Regions from separate parts of the Sus scrofa genome. Here region 1 is linked to region 2. Evidence: chromatin contacts called from public Hi-C data. All regions are on one chromosome and are shown on one strand. Each heading gives the region's core, a stretch centred on a gene start, on an enhancer-like site or on the middle of the called end of the contact. The rest is flanking DNA. Distances are from core to core; before and after follow the strand shown. Region 1 overlaps HOGA1 (4-hydroxy-2-oxoglutarate aldolase 1). Region 2 overlaps MMS19 (MMS19 nucleotide excision repair protein homolog).

The links. A called contact is a pair of places that touch in the nucleus more often than the background predicts.
Region 1: a Hi-C map of liver shows a contact between it and region 2, with 3 times the contacts expected there. The contact joins two enhancer-like sites. A contact is called at or near these places in 2 of 47 Hi-C or Micro-C datasets (embryonic fibroblasts and liver).

The regions. Positions count from the first base shown.
Region 1 is chr14:108,971,796-108,978,684 of Sscrofa11.1, forward strand. It overlaps HOGA1 (4-hydroxy-2-oxoglutarate aldolase 1), which reads left to right. Exons shown (of 7, transcript NM_001190169.1): 3 at 1-7; 4 at 1,069-1,203; 5 at 1,442-1,538; 6 at 3,181-3,314. Among named protein-coding and RNA genes, the nearest start is that of C14H10orf62, 12 kb to the left of the region's middle. Within about 2 kb of position 2,021, at least 9 of the 83 cell types and tissues checked have an H3K27ac peak or open chromatin away from gene starts, as enhancers often do. A contact at or near this core is called in liver, where this site is marked.
Region 2 is chr14:108,861,466-108,867,920 of Sscrofa11.1, forward strand. It overlaps MMS19 (MMS19 nucleotide excision repair protein homolog), which reads right to left. Exons shown (of 31, transcript XM_013990467.2): 6 at 5,664-5,733; 7 at 5,148-5,276; 8 at 5,004-5,065; 9 at 3,532-3,618; 10 at 2,527-2,601; 11 at 2,055-2,132; 12 at 1,028-1,166; 13 at 620-774; 14 at 297-375; 15 at 1-18. Among named protein-coding and RNA genes, the nearest start is that of UBTD1, 21 kb to the right of the region's middle. Within about 2 kb of position 1,721, at least 20 of the 83 cell types and tissues checked have an H3K27ac peak or open chromatin away from gene starts, as enhancers often do. A contact at or near this core is called in liver, where this site is marked.

The DNA.
Region 1 (6,889 bases), core at 771-3,270, 110 kb after region 2:
CACCAAGGTGGGAGTGAGGGGTGGGCTTGGCTTTAAGGCTTGGGACCAAGAGGAGGCTGGGTGAGATAGCAGTTCTGCCTGGGGAGAAGAGGGGAGGGGAGAGAAGCTGGGAGCAGAGTGGTGAGCCTACTTCCCATGAATGGCAGCTTTGGGAAAGGGGAGGGACGCCACTGTGAACCAACTGTGAGACAGTGGGCGACTGATCTAACCAGGCTGTTGCTGTTTCCTCCCCTCTCAGATGGGAGGAATGATGGAATCATCCTCCTAGGGAGGTGTGAGGATGGAGTTCGATCAGAACATAGAGGACTTAGGAGTTCCTGTCATGGCAGTGGTGAACGAATCTGACTAGGAACCATGAGGTTGCAGGTTCGAATCCTGGCCTCACTCAGCAGGTTAAGGATCTGGCGTTGCCGTGAGCTGTGGTGTAGGTTGCAGACGCGGCTTGGATCCTGCATTGCTGTGGCTGTGGCATAGACTGGCAGCAACAGCTCAGATTGGATCCCTAGCCTGGGAACCTCCATATGCCCTGAGAGCAGCCCTAGAAAAGGCAATAAAAAAACAAAACAAAACAAAAAAAACCCCCAAAAAACCATAAAGGACTTGGGAGTTTCTGTTGTGGCTCAGTGTGTTAAGAACCCTGCATAGGAGTTCCCACTGTGCCTCAGTGGATTATGATCTTGATTGGTATCCATGAGGTTACAGGTTCAATCCCTGGCCTCACTTAGTGGGTTAAGGATCCAGTGTTGCTGTGAACTGTGGTGTAGTTCACAGTTAAGGCTAGGATCTGGCGTTGCTGTGGCTGTGGCGTAAGTTAGCAGCAACAGCTCTGATTCAACCCCTAGCTCAGGAACTTCCATATGCAGCAGGTGCAGTTATAAAAACAAAAACCAAAAATCACAAAGGACTTAGAACTGCATCTGGCACACTCTAACTATCACCCAGTTTAGTGGTTGCGATCAGGTGCCAAGCTCTGTGACTTCTAGTCCAGGAGGGAGCCCTGGGAGAGGTCCCCTGCAGAGACCCAGGCCCGGGGCAGCTGCCTTCCCCCCTCTTCTCTCCTCCCCTCAGGTTGCTGACCTGTCTCCAATACCTGTGGTGCTGTACAGTGTCCCAGCCAACACGGGGCTGGACCTGCCCGTGGATGCGGTGGTCACGCTTTCCCAGCACCCGAATATCGTGGGCATCAAGGACAGCGGTGGTGACGTGAGTGGCAACAGCTCTCAGCTGGGGCACCCCCTCCTCTTTTTCTGCCAACTTCAGAGCAGTTCTGGGACCCACTTCAGTCCTGGGCCCCTGTGTGGGTTCCCTCTGCCCTGTGGGCTCTCTGGGGTTCGTCTGAACTTTGGGGCATTTCTCTGGGACCTGGGCACGTCTTCTCCCACACTTGCCCAGCCCCATCCAGGCTGGTGGCCCAGCTCTGACACCAGCTTTGCTGTTGCAGGTGACCAGGATTGGGCTGATTGTTCACAAAACCAGGAGGCAGGATTTCCAGGTGCTGGCTGGATCGGCGGGCTTCCTGCTGGCCAGCTATGCTGTGGGTAGGCTTCCTGCTGCTCTCCAACTGTGATGAGAGATCAAGATAAACCCAGACAGCTGGGTTCTGCTGGGAGAGACGGTGAGGGCTGGGGCTGGGTCTGCAGAGGGCCTTTGCCAGCCTGCCTGCTCCGAAGCCTCAGAGGCCAGGCCCGCTTCTCGCTTATCTGAATAGTGGGTGCTCGTAAGTGACCTTATTGGGCGGAAGAGGGTGTCTGTGTACAATCCCTGGCCTGTGGTGGGGATGTCTGTAGTTTGCTCTAAGTCCCAGGCTCCCTGCTTAGGTGACAAATTTAGGTCCTCTAATCTCACCTTGCAAATCATTCTCTGAGGGCAGAGACCGTGGGGCCCTTCCCACGAGTCCGAGAGTGTGTTTTCCTCCGACCCTGGGCCCAGGCCAGAGCGAGTTGTCAGGCGTGCAGGGTAGGGCGGAGGATCTTCAGCTGCCTGATCAGATTCTGTTCCAGTCCAGGAACCTAGGAATGTCACCATTAAACCAACTGCTCTTGACCTTGGGGTCAAAGTCCTTGAGTTCAGGTTGGAGTAGATGCTTCCCTCCCCTCAGCTGAAGCCCCAGTGAGTGAAGATTTGAGTGACAGTTTCAGCAGGGGCCATGCTGGTTCCTCTTCTCTCTGGTCTCTGCAGACTTTGGCTGGTGGTGTAGGTCCTGGATAATTCCCCTCGGCTATGTCCCAGTCTCGAAAGGGGGGAGAAGAGGGGACCCACTTATGCTACATTCCTGAGAGTGTGGTAGATGGAAATAGCACGGCTCTGGATCTGGGGATCTGAGCTGGAATCTGAGCTCTGCCATTTATTCACTGAATATCACTGGGCAAGTTATCCCACTGCTCTGGGCCCGAGTTTCCTCTCTGCTATGCATGGAGGTCTTGGGAGGACTCAAGAACATCGGCCCTGTGTCTGCCGTAGGACTTGGCACATAGTAGGTTTTCAGTAAATGGCAGCTATATTAGCTCACTCCAGATTGCCTGTTCTCTCTCCAGTCTGGAGGCCACTTTGCTCAGGATCACTTCTACCTAGCCTTGGAATCACACTCACAGGCTTGGCAGAAGTGGCAGGACCTTTGGAGATCACAGCCAGCCCGTTTTCATTGCCCAGATGAAAACAAAGAGGACGAGAGACAGCCCAAGATTTGTCCAAGTTCATGCAGCCAAAGGGAGGAAGTGCCCGGTCTCCTGTGTCTGGAGCATGTTCCCCTCCCTTTCCCTCCCCACCGCGTCCCAGGCTGAATTCTCTGGGGGGAATAAAATTTCAGTAGAGCAAAGGCTTCCTGTCTTTTCCACCCGCTTCCAGGACTGATGAGTCAGGGGGCTATTGGAGGAGCGTGGGGATGTCAGCTGGCAGGTGAGACTTTACTCTGAGGGGAAAGGGGTGCAGAGGAGGAACTGTCCTTGAGTTAGGCTCTGCTCCCTGCCCCCAGCCTGGGAGATTCTATGTTGAAGATGCTGGAAATATCCTCTGTGGAAATCTGTACTCTGTGAACGCGCAGAGCATGCGTTAGATGTGGCTAACCAGGGTGTAGAAATCCACAGCCTGTCTCCCCAGAACAAAGATGTGCCGGGGACCAGGATTTGGGATTCTCTGCAGGAAGAGGCTCTGGCTGATATTCTGCATTTTACTCTGTGGCAGGAGCTGTGGGGGGCGTGTGCGCCCTGGCCAATGTCCTAGGGGCTCAGGTGTGCCAGCTGGAGCGACTCTGCCTCACAGGGCAATGGGAAGATGCCCAGAAGCTGCAACACCGCCTCATTGAGCCAAACACCGCGGTGAGCTCCCAGCCAATGGCCCCAGAGTGAGGGTGGTCTGTGTCCTCATTGGAGCAGGAGCCAGGACTGGCACAGAGGTCCCCACTTAGTCTCTTTTCTTTCAGAAAGTCCTTTTCGAGAACACTCCAGTATGGGACTGCTTTGTGCCTCCCCAGCAAATCTTGACTTCAAAGCGGAGCCCCATTGGGTCTCAAACTTAAATGTGCATTAGAATTCATTTAGGGAGCTGGTTAAAATTCTACTCCTTTAGGAATGCCAGGAATAGGCATTGAAACAAGCATCCTGGGTGAATGTGACATAAGGAATCCTGGAACTTTACTTAGAGAGGCACTGCCTAGAGGAAGGGAACCCTGGGCCTTGAGAGCAACTTTTCAAGGGTCCAGATCTTGAAAAACAGTGATTGAAAATAATAGAGGAGTTGGAAGGCTAGGGGTATTCAGAGCCCGGTTTTCCCAGGAGAGTCCTGTCTTCAAATAATCCATTCTGCAGTCAGACCATGTACCTTCATTCTGTGTTGGGCGAGTCAAGGAGAAAAGGCAAGATGGAACGCCTGCCAGGGACAGGTGACGCTGTGCAGAGCCGTACTGGCACCAGAAGCTAAAGGAAAAATGCGTGTTCCTAGAGAGACATGTTTTTTTTGTATATTTTCAGTCAAATTTTTTATTTTGAGATAATTATAGGTTCACGTACAATGGTAAGAAACAATACAAGGAGATCCCACGTATTCATTACGTGGTTCACCTAACAGCAACACCTTACAGAACGACGGCACAATTTCATAACCAGGATTTTGACACTGATAAAGTCAAGTACAGAATATTTCTGCCACCATATGTATCCCTCTGTTATTCTTTTATAGCCATACCTACTCACCTCCTTCTCCTACCTCCTTAACCCCCAGCAACCACAAATATGCTCATCATTTTTATCATTTTATCAGTTTGACTGTTCTATAAATGGAATTATAGAGTCTATAACCTTTTGAGATTGGCTTTTTTCACTCAGCATAATTTTCTGGCAATTCGTTCAGGCACGTGTAGCAATAATAGTCTGTTCCTTTTTATTGCTGAATAGTAATTCATGATGTGGCCATAAACGACTTGTTCAACCAATCACCTCTTGAAGGAGAATTGGTTGTTTCCAGTTTAGGGATATCAAAAGCTGCTATGAACATTCATGAACAGGTTTTTGTGTGACCAGAACTTTTCATTTTTTTCTGAGATAAATACACAATTTTGGGAGTTCCTGTCGTGGCTCAGTGGTTAACGAATCCGACTAGGAACCATGAGGTTGCGGGTGCGATCCCTGGCCTTGCTCAGTGGGTTAAGGATCTGGCATTGCCGTGAGCTATGGTGTAGGTCGCAGACGCAGCTCGGATCCCGCGTTGCTGTGGCTCTGGCGTAGGCCGGCGGCTACAGCTCTGATTCAACCCCTAGTCTGGGAACCTCCATGTGCTGTGGGGGTGGCCCAAGAAATGGCAAAAAGACAAACAAACAAACAAAAAACACCACAATTTTGTTTGCATGTTTGGTGTTTTAAGAAACTGACCAACTGTTTTCCAGGTTAAGTGTACCATTTTTTTTTTGGTCTTTTTACGGCCTCACTCAAGGCTTATGGAGGTTCCCAGGCTAGGGTCAAATTGGAGCTGTAGCCACTAGCCTACACCACAGCCACAGCAACACCAGATCCAAGCAGCATCTGCAACCTACACCACAGCTCACAGCAACACTGGATCCTTAATCCACTGAGCAAGGCCAGAGATCAAAGCTGTGTCCTCATGGATGCTAATCAGATTCACTTCCACTGAGCCATGACGGGAACTCCTGTATTTTTAAAAAAATTTTAAATTATAGTTGACCTACAATGTTCTGTCAGTTTCTGCTGTACAGCAAAGTGACCCAGTTATGTTTCTTTTCTCACATTATGGTGCATCAATTTCCATCACAAGTGATTGGATATAGTTTCCTGTGCTCTACAGCAGGATCTCATTGCTTATCCACTCCAAATGCAGTAGTTTGTATCTACTCACCCCAAACTCCCAGTCCATCCCACTCCCTCCCCCTCCCCCTTGGCAACCACAAGTCTGTCCCCCATGTCCATGAGTCTGTTTCTTTTCTGCAGATAGGTTCATTTGTGCCATATATTAGATTCCACATATCATATGGTTTGTGATATCATATGGTATTTTTCTTTCTATTTCTGACTTACTTGACTTAATATGAGACTCTCTAGTTCCATCCATATGCTGCAAAGGGCATTATTTCGTTCTTTTTTATGACGGAGTAGTATTCCATTGTGTATATGTATCACATCTTCTTAATCCATTCATCTGTCGATGGACATTTAGGTTGTTTCCATGTCTTGGCAATTGTGAATAGTGCTGCAATGAACAGAGTGGTGTATATATCTTTTTCAATGAAAGTTTTGTCTGGATATATGCCCAGGAGTGGGATTGCTGGATTATATGATAGTATTCAGTTTTTTATTTGAGCCCCGAACCAAGGAAAAATTAGTCTGCAGGTTTTCCATTGCTAAAAACTACTGTGCTAAATAAGTCTGAGATGTGCATTATTTAGTTGCTTATTTGAAGAGAGAAAAGCAATGTATTCCAATACTTATGGTAACTTACTCTCACAGAAAATTAAAATTTCCAGAGAGATCTCCTTAAGCTACTCAACTTTGTTTTGGTTCTGCTTATACTCTAGTATAATTTCACTGCAAGTGCTATACAATTTCTTATTTTATATCTAATGAAAAAGACAATAATTTTAAGAGCCGTATCTCTGAGGAAGCCTTTTTTGTTCATTCTTCAGGTATGTATATTAAAATAAAGTTACCAATTCTCTCAATTCAAGAGGTCCAGCTTCAACCCTATGGTTTGTTTTGATTTGAAACACAACACGTGAAATTACTTGTGTCTAAATAATGCACTCAAATTTAATTTTTTGCACCAAGGACATCAAAAAGGGGGGCTAGTTATCTTCTCTAAAAATGATCGCTTGGTCGGTGTGGAAAAAGAAGGCTTGTGTAACTCCTCACACCAGTAAAAAGTGCCTCTGACTCCACTTAAACGTCTACAATTAAAAACAAAACCTAAAGAAAAATTGCCCAGTTATCTTCAAGAATTACTCTTCATTCTTCCTTTAATCTGTGCCCACCACCACCACCATCACCGCCACTCGCCTGCTTCCCCCCCATTTTGTATTTACGTCAGTGTCAATGTATGAGTGATCCAGTCTCTCTGCATCGTTACCAGCATTTGATGTTGTGACTTTTTTTTAACCATTCTGATAGACATGTCATGACATCTCATTGTGGTTTTTTTTTTTTTCTTCTGCTTTCTTTGTTTGTCTTTTTAGGGCCACACCCTTGGCATATGGAGGTTCCCAGGCTAGGGGTTGAATCGGAGCTGTAGTTGCCGGCTTATGCCACAGCCACAGCAACGCCAGATCCGAGCCACATCTGCGACCTACACCACAGCTCATGGCAACGCCAGATCCTTAACCCACTGAGCAAGGCCAGGGATCGAACCCACTTCCTCATCGATATTAGTCTGGCTTGTTAACCACTGAGCC
Region 2 (6,455 bases), core at 471-2,970:
CACTCAATGGCCTTTCATCTAGGGAGAGACAGAGTCCAGGTTAGAGGGAAGCCCTATTCAGCACTGATGCAAAGATACCATGGGGCAGATTTAAAGCATTTAATCCATTGGCTATCCAGGAAGTATACTAGAAAAAAACCAGGTCTCATCTGTTGCGTGTTCTCTTGTGCTACACCCTCAGAACAATAGGTCTGCTGTTCTAGATTACTTCTCTATAGCACACTTGGCCTGCCATCCTTTAGAGGGTTTCAGTGCGCAGCAGGCCTTAGAGTACCACATCTGGAAGGTGGCCTCACCCTTGTCTTCATAGCTCCATTTCTGTTGCAGCTTCAAGAAACCCAGGATCATTTCAAGGATTGTCCGCCGCTGGTTGCTCTGTAATGTTTTAAGGGGTATTGGAGTCAAAGAATATTTTTTAAAGAATTTCAGTCCTGCTACTGTGGATGTGGGGAGGATTATCCTTGTAGGTAAGACTGTCAGGAAATGAGTGAACAAAGGAACCAGCCACAGCTAACAGGAACAAAATCTAAGAGCTACTGTATCTGGGCCCAAGCTCAACGCTTAGCTCTCTCTCCTAGCAGTGGTCCCATGGTTTCCTCAAAAGGTTCTGTTTCCTTACCTGACTATGCTTGTGGAACTGCTCCAGGAGTAGAGGCAGCACATTGCTGGTGATGTGGTCACAGGCCCGGGCAGATGCACCTGCAGCCGCCTGCAAGAGTTTGGCACTAGGCCACACCAGTTTCATGTCCGGTTCACACAGATGGTGCCTGCAGTCTAGAGAGGCAGCACATCACAGACCTGGGGAGTAGGCTGAATGTTGCCTGGTTCCCCTGTAGGCCACAGAAGTTGGATGATGAGCCCCAGTTCAGTTGGCTAGCTGTTACCACTTAAACTGATTTCAACTCAAAGCAGGGCTCCAGCACCCAAATCTCTGAATGTGGGAGGCTACTTAAGAAAGGTGGCTGGCCTTAGGGGATTTCTTCTCTCTGTTGCTCACGCCCCTTTCTAGCTGCCATGGCCCCATTACCCTGTAGAATGTTGCTAAGGAAGGAGTCAAGGAGGTCCTCAGCATCAGCCCTCAGCACAGAACGAGACAAACACGCGGTCAGGGAGTTAAGGGCCGCCAGGCCCTCGGCCTCTACCCGCTCACTTGCCGTCTGGAACACCTGTCAGGGAGGGATCCCATGGCTACTGAGGTGAGCCTGCACCAGGTGAGACCCCACCCACCTACTGCCTATTTCCTGTCTGGGGTGGTGAGAACCAGAAGGAAGCAGCAATGGAAATTCACCCTTCAGATGAGCTTCTTTTTTTTTTGTCTTTTTTAGGGCCGTTCCCACGGCATATGGAGGTCCCCATGCTGGGGGTTGAATCAGAGCTACTGCTACCGGCCACAGCAACACGGGATCCGAGCCATGTTTGCGGCCTACACCACAGCTCACGGCAACACCAGATCCTTAACCCACTGAACAGGGCCAGGGATCGAACCCGAAACCTCATGGTTCCTAGTCGGATTCATTTCCACTGCGTCATGATGGGAACTCCCTCAAATGAGCTGCTTAACTGGTGTATTTTCACTAAGTCCTTAGTCCCACTAGGACTGGTACACACCCTTTTTGGGAAAGTGAATGCTGACCTTGAGCAGTGGTTGTTGGGATCCCCTTTCCCAGGTCTCTTCCCTCTCCCCCTACTCAGCCTGCGCTACGCTCGTGACCAGGGAAGGACACTGTGTGAGACTGATCACGTGCCATCACCACAGCTGACCCTACCCTCGTCATTCAACTACAACTCTCTCTCCCTCTCTTTTTAAAAAAATGTTTTGGCTGTGCCCGTGGCTTGCATAAGTTCCCTGGCCAGGGATCAAACACATGCCATGGCAGTGATCCAAGCCACAGCAGTGACAATGCCAGATCTTTAACCCCTAGGCCACCAGGGAACTCTGCTCTCTTGCTGAATAAACAGGCACAGCAATAGCGGGAAAAGGATAGGGGTGGTATGTCCCCTCATACCTGACAACTAGGAGTTAACAGCAGTGAATCTGTCTAAGTGACACTCACCTCTCTGCGGATAGAAGCCCAAAGGCTGGGTAGGAAGTCCTTTAGTTCCTTCTGTCCGTATACAGCACAGCAAGCATTCTGCCAAGGAAAGCACAGGTCACAGCGATCTACACACTCAGACTTCCTGGGATATGCAGGCACCTCAGCATAATGGCTCTCAGCAATAAAATCAGCAGGATTTCATAACCATCCCAGCCAGGTCACTGAAAAATAGGAGCTTGTCCTGATCGATGAAAAACAAGCATGAAGAGGGAGCCCTGGTCAGCCTTTCCTCAGCTGCCATTCAGTTACTCAGTTACAGAACAAGAAAAAATGCTCCTGAGGGCTTTAGGTCAACATATAGGCCCAGATCCTGGGTATCCCTCTCTTGAGGCCCACTGAACCATCCCTGGCTCTCCAAGAACCCATAATCCTTTAGCATCCTTAAATTGTCTAAAGACAGCTGGATCCTCGAAAGGGAAAAGTCACTCACCAGAGTCTGCAGAGAATCCAGCTTGGCACTCAGAAGCTCAGAATCCACTTTCTCTATCAGCAGGGGGAGTAGGAACTGCGGGAGAGAATGAAGAACTCAAGTGTGAGGTATGGGTGGCATTGAAGCCACACTAAGAGCACCCATCCTCACTGCCACCCCAGGGTAGGTGCTACATCAAGAGCCTGCCAAGCTGTGGTCAGGCTCCCAATGACCTGAAAAGTGGGCTGGCTGGCAAAGCTATAGAATTGCAAAAGATAGCACCATATAGGGATTAGGTTACTATTTTAAATGAAGGGATGGTAATGTTTTCTTTCTTTCTTTTTTCTTTTTTTTGTCTTTTTGCCTTTTCTGGAGCCACTTCAGCGGCATATGGAGGTTCCCAGGCTAGGGGTCTAATCGGAGCTGTAGCTGCCGGCCTACGCCAGAGCCACAGCAATGCAGGATCTGAGCCGCGTCTGCGACCTACACCACAGCTCACGGCAACACCGGATCTTTAACCCACTGACCAAGGCTAGGGATCAAACCCGCAACCTCATGGTTCCTAGTTGGATTCGTTAACCATTGTGCCATGATGGGAACTCCTGTTTTCTTTCTTTCTTTCTTCTTTTTCAGGGCTGCACCTGAGGCATATGGAGGTTCCCAGGCAAGGAGTCAAATTGGAGCTGCAGCAGCGGGCCTATGCCACAGCCACAGCAATGAGGGATCCAAACCGTGTCTGAGACCTACACCACAGCTCACAACAACACTGGATCCTTAACCCACTGAGTGAGGCCAGGGATTGAACCTGTGTCCTCATGGATCCTAGTCAAATTCGTTTCCACTAAACCACAATGGGAACTCCCGAGATGGTAATGTTTTCCACTTTGACAGTCTGAAGATACTTGCCACACAAGCCTGAAGACACATGCAGGATAGTACAGCCTAAAATGTGTACTGAATCCTTCCTTCCCCCATGTTTTCACTGTTCTTTCTTCAGTGCCTTCTATGGACTGGGGCTGGACCCACCTCGGCAAATCGCGGTGTAGAAGCCAGCACAGCTCGAAGACTGAGGATGAGATCCTCTCTCTGGATACCGTAGGGATCGTTAGGTGGCTGGAAAAGGGAGAAGGGGCCTGGGCTTGTATGGCTCTTTGGAGCACCCTGGACACAGGGCTGAACCTGGAAACCCTGCAGAACAGGGTGTGATTTATCCCCAGTCTGGCAGAAGAGTGTGGAATGAGGCCCCGGCAGGAAGACAGCTTGCTCTTACATGATCCTTGGGAATTTCTGTCTGGTGGGCGTTTATTTTCTAATTGATCATACAGTTTCCATCTGATCTATCATCTCGCCACTCAGAGATAAGCACCCTTACCTTTCTGGTGCAACTTTCTTCTCTCTAGATATAGTATTATGACTATGTAATTGGTAGACACTGTTCCCTTTAAAATATACATACACTTTAAGAAAATATGATCTTTTCTGAACATATGACTTGCAATCCATTCTTTCACTTAATACATTAGGTACATTTTTTCATGGTATTATTCTTTCATAACATTAGTTTTAGTGGCTGATACTATTCATTTATGTGGTTGAACCACAATTTATTTAAATAATCTCCTTTTGATGGACATTTCTATTTATTCACCTTTATAAAAAGCTGTACTCACAAGGAAATGTCAATATTCTGTGATAACCTTAGTGGGAGAAAAGAATGGATGTATGTATACGTATAACTGATTCACTTTACTTTGCATATGAAACTGATACAACATTGTAAGCCAACTATACTCCAATAAAAGTTATTTTTATTAAAAAAAAAAAGCTGTACTTCTGGCAACATAAAATGCGTTATTGATTTTCTGCATCAAGAAGGAAGATTTTTTTTGGGGGGGGGTTCTTTTTTTAGGGCCGCACCCATGGCATATGGAGGTTCCCAGGCTGGGGGGTCAAATCAGAGCTGCAGCTGCCAGCCTATGCCACAGCCACAACTTAGGATCTGAGATGCATCTTTGACCTACACCACAGCTCACGGCAACGCTGGATCCTTAACCCACTGAGCAAGGCCAGGGATCCAACCTGCGTCCTCATGGATACAAGTCAGGTTGGTTCATTACTGCTGAGCCATAACAGGAACTCCCAGAACTCTGTCTTCTTTGAACCATTATAACACCACTTGTTTTGGTCCATAATCTCATATTGTTACTTAAATGTTTCAATTTTCAAGGTCAGGAATCACGTTTTACAATTTCATCACCTTAAGCACTAAATACATTATTGAAGAGCTCCCCGAAATGCCTGCTGAATTGAACACTTCCTCCTAATTCGAATGTTTCTCCATTTCCTAGTTTACTAAAATGTTAAGTTCTTTGAGGCAAGAATCGTTTCTATTGTTCACTGCTGTACCCTCAATGCCTAGAACTGGGCCTGGTACATAACAGATACTCAATGAAAACCTGAACGAACGAATGAATGAATGAATGAAAAGTACTACTTACAGGGGTAAAATCAATAGGGAAGTAACAGGATGTCACTTCAAACAACTCCTCCACAAAGGGTCCTAAGGCAACGGGGAAAAGAATGAGGACTTAGAAGCCTCTCATCTGACAAGCCCCAACCAGCTAATTCAAGACTATGCATACCTAGGCTATAGTCTCTGGAGATGAGGTCATGGACGATGCGGAAGGCCACCAGAAGATTACGGGGATCCTTTTCCCCATCCATCACCTGGATGAAGCCAAAGGTGAAGTCAGCTCCTAGGCCCTTCAGCTCTGGGGAGGAGAGAAGAGAGTTACCACCGGCCCGCGGGATGGAAAGCTGCGGCTTTCTTCTGGCCTGTGCTCTTCCGCTGCTATTAGTGCCTCCCCTTTCTTACTTCCCAGAGCAGACCCTTTTTGTTTTCCTATCCAAGAGAGTCCCCAGTGAAGAGGAAATGTGCAACAACACGTAACTGTTACAGAGGTAAGAATTTAAAACATCAGCTCAAAAGCTACCCTTTCCTTACTTTCCTGGGGAGTGAGTGGATCCCCAGTTTCCCTGTATTATTCTCTCAGAGTACAGGCTCTTCTCTATCACCCCCTGGCTCAAATGAGTCCTGGTAATGGGGGAAAACAAGATGTGCTCACTTTCCAGATTTGCCAGAGAGCCCTGCCTCTTACCTTCTTCCCGAGTTCGCATGAAGTTGGTGATGATGCTGTAGACTGTGTGTCGGTCCACCTGTGGCAGGGACTTGATGGGAGAGACAGGAAGTAAGTAAAGAAAGTGCCCAAAGAATACCTTGGCTGACAAAACTACTTCCTGTGTCACAATCTCTAAGTGGACAGTGCTCTTTATACCAGTGTAAGATGAACCTAAGAAGAAATGCAGAGAAAGGATATGGCTATTGGCCCAGCAGTCCAGCAGGGGAAGCGAAAACCAAAAACTGTCTGCTGAATGCCTCACTTTCCTTTGGTGCAGGAAGACACAGGTCAGGCATAATGGCACGCCTCCCTCTCCTCACACAGTAGCGAGGGATAGCGTGCGAACACGGTCAAAGATCTGAAAGAGTTCACAACTTAGACGGCAATATATGTATGTTTTTCAATTGAAGTATAGTTAATTTACAATGTTGTGTTAGTTTCAGGTGTACCGAAAAGTGATTCAGTTATACATACATATAAATCTGTTCTTTTCAGATTCTTTTTCCTTATAGGTTATTATAAAATATGAGGTGTAGTTTCCTGTGCTGTACACCGGGTCCTTGTTGGTTATCTATTTTATATATAGCCGTATGTATCTATTAATCCCAAACTCCTAATGTATTCCTTCCCTCCTTTCCCCTTTGGTTACCATAAATTTGTTTTCTATGTCTGGGGGTCTATTTCTGTTTTGTATCTATTTATACATATGTACGTATGCTCATTTGTATTTTTTTTCAGATTCCACATATAAGCAATATCATATTATATTGG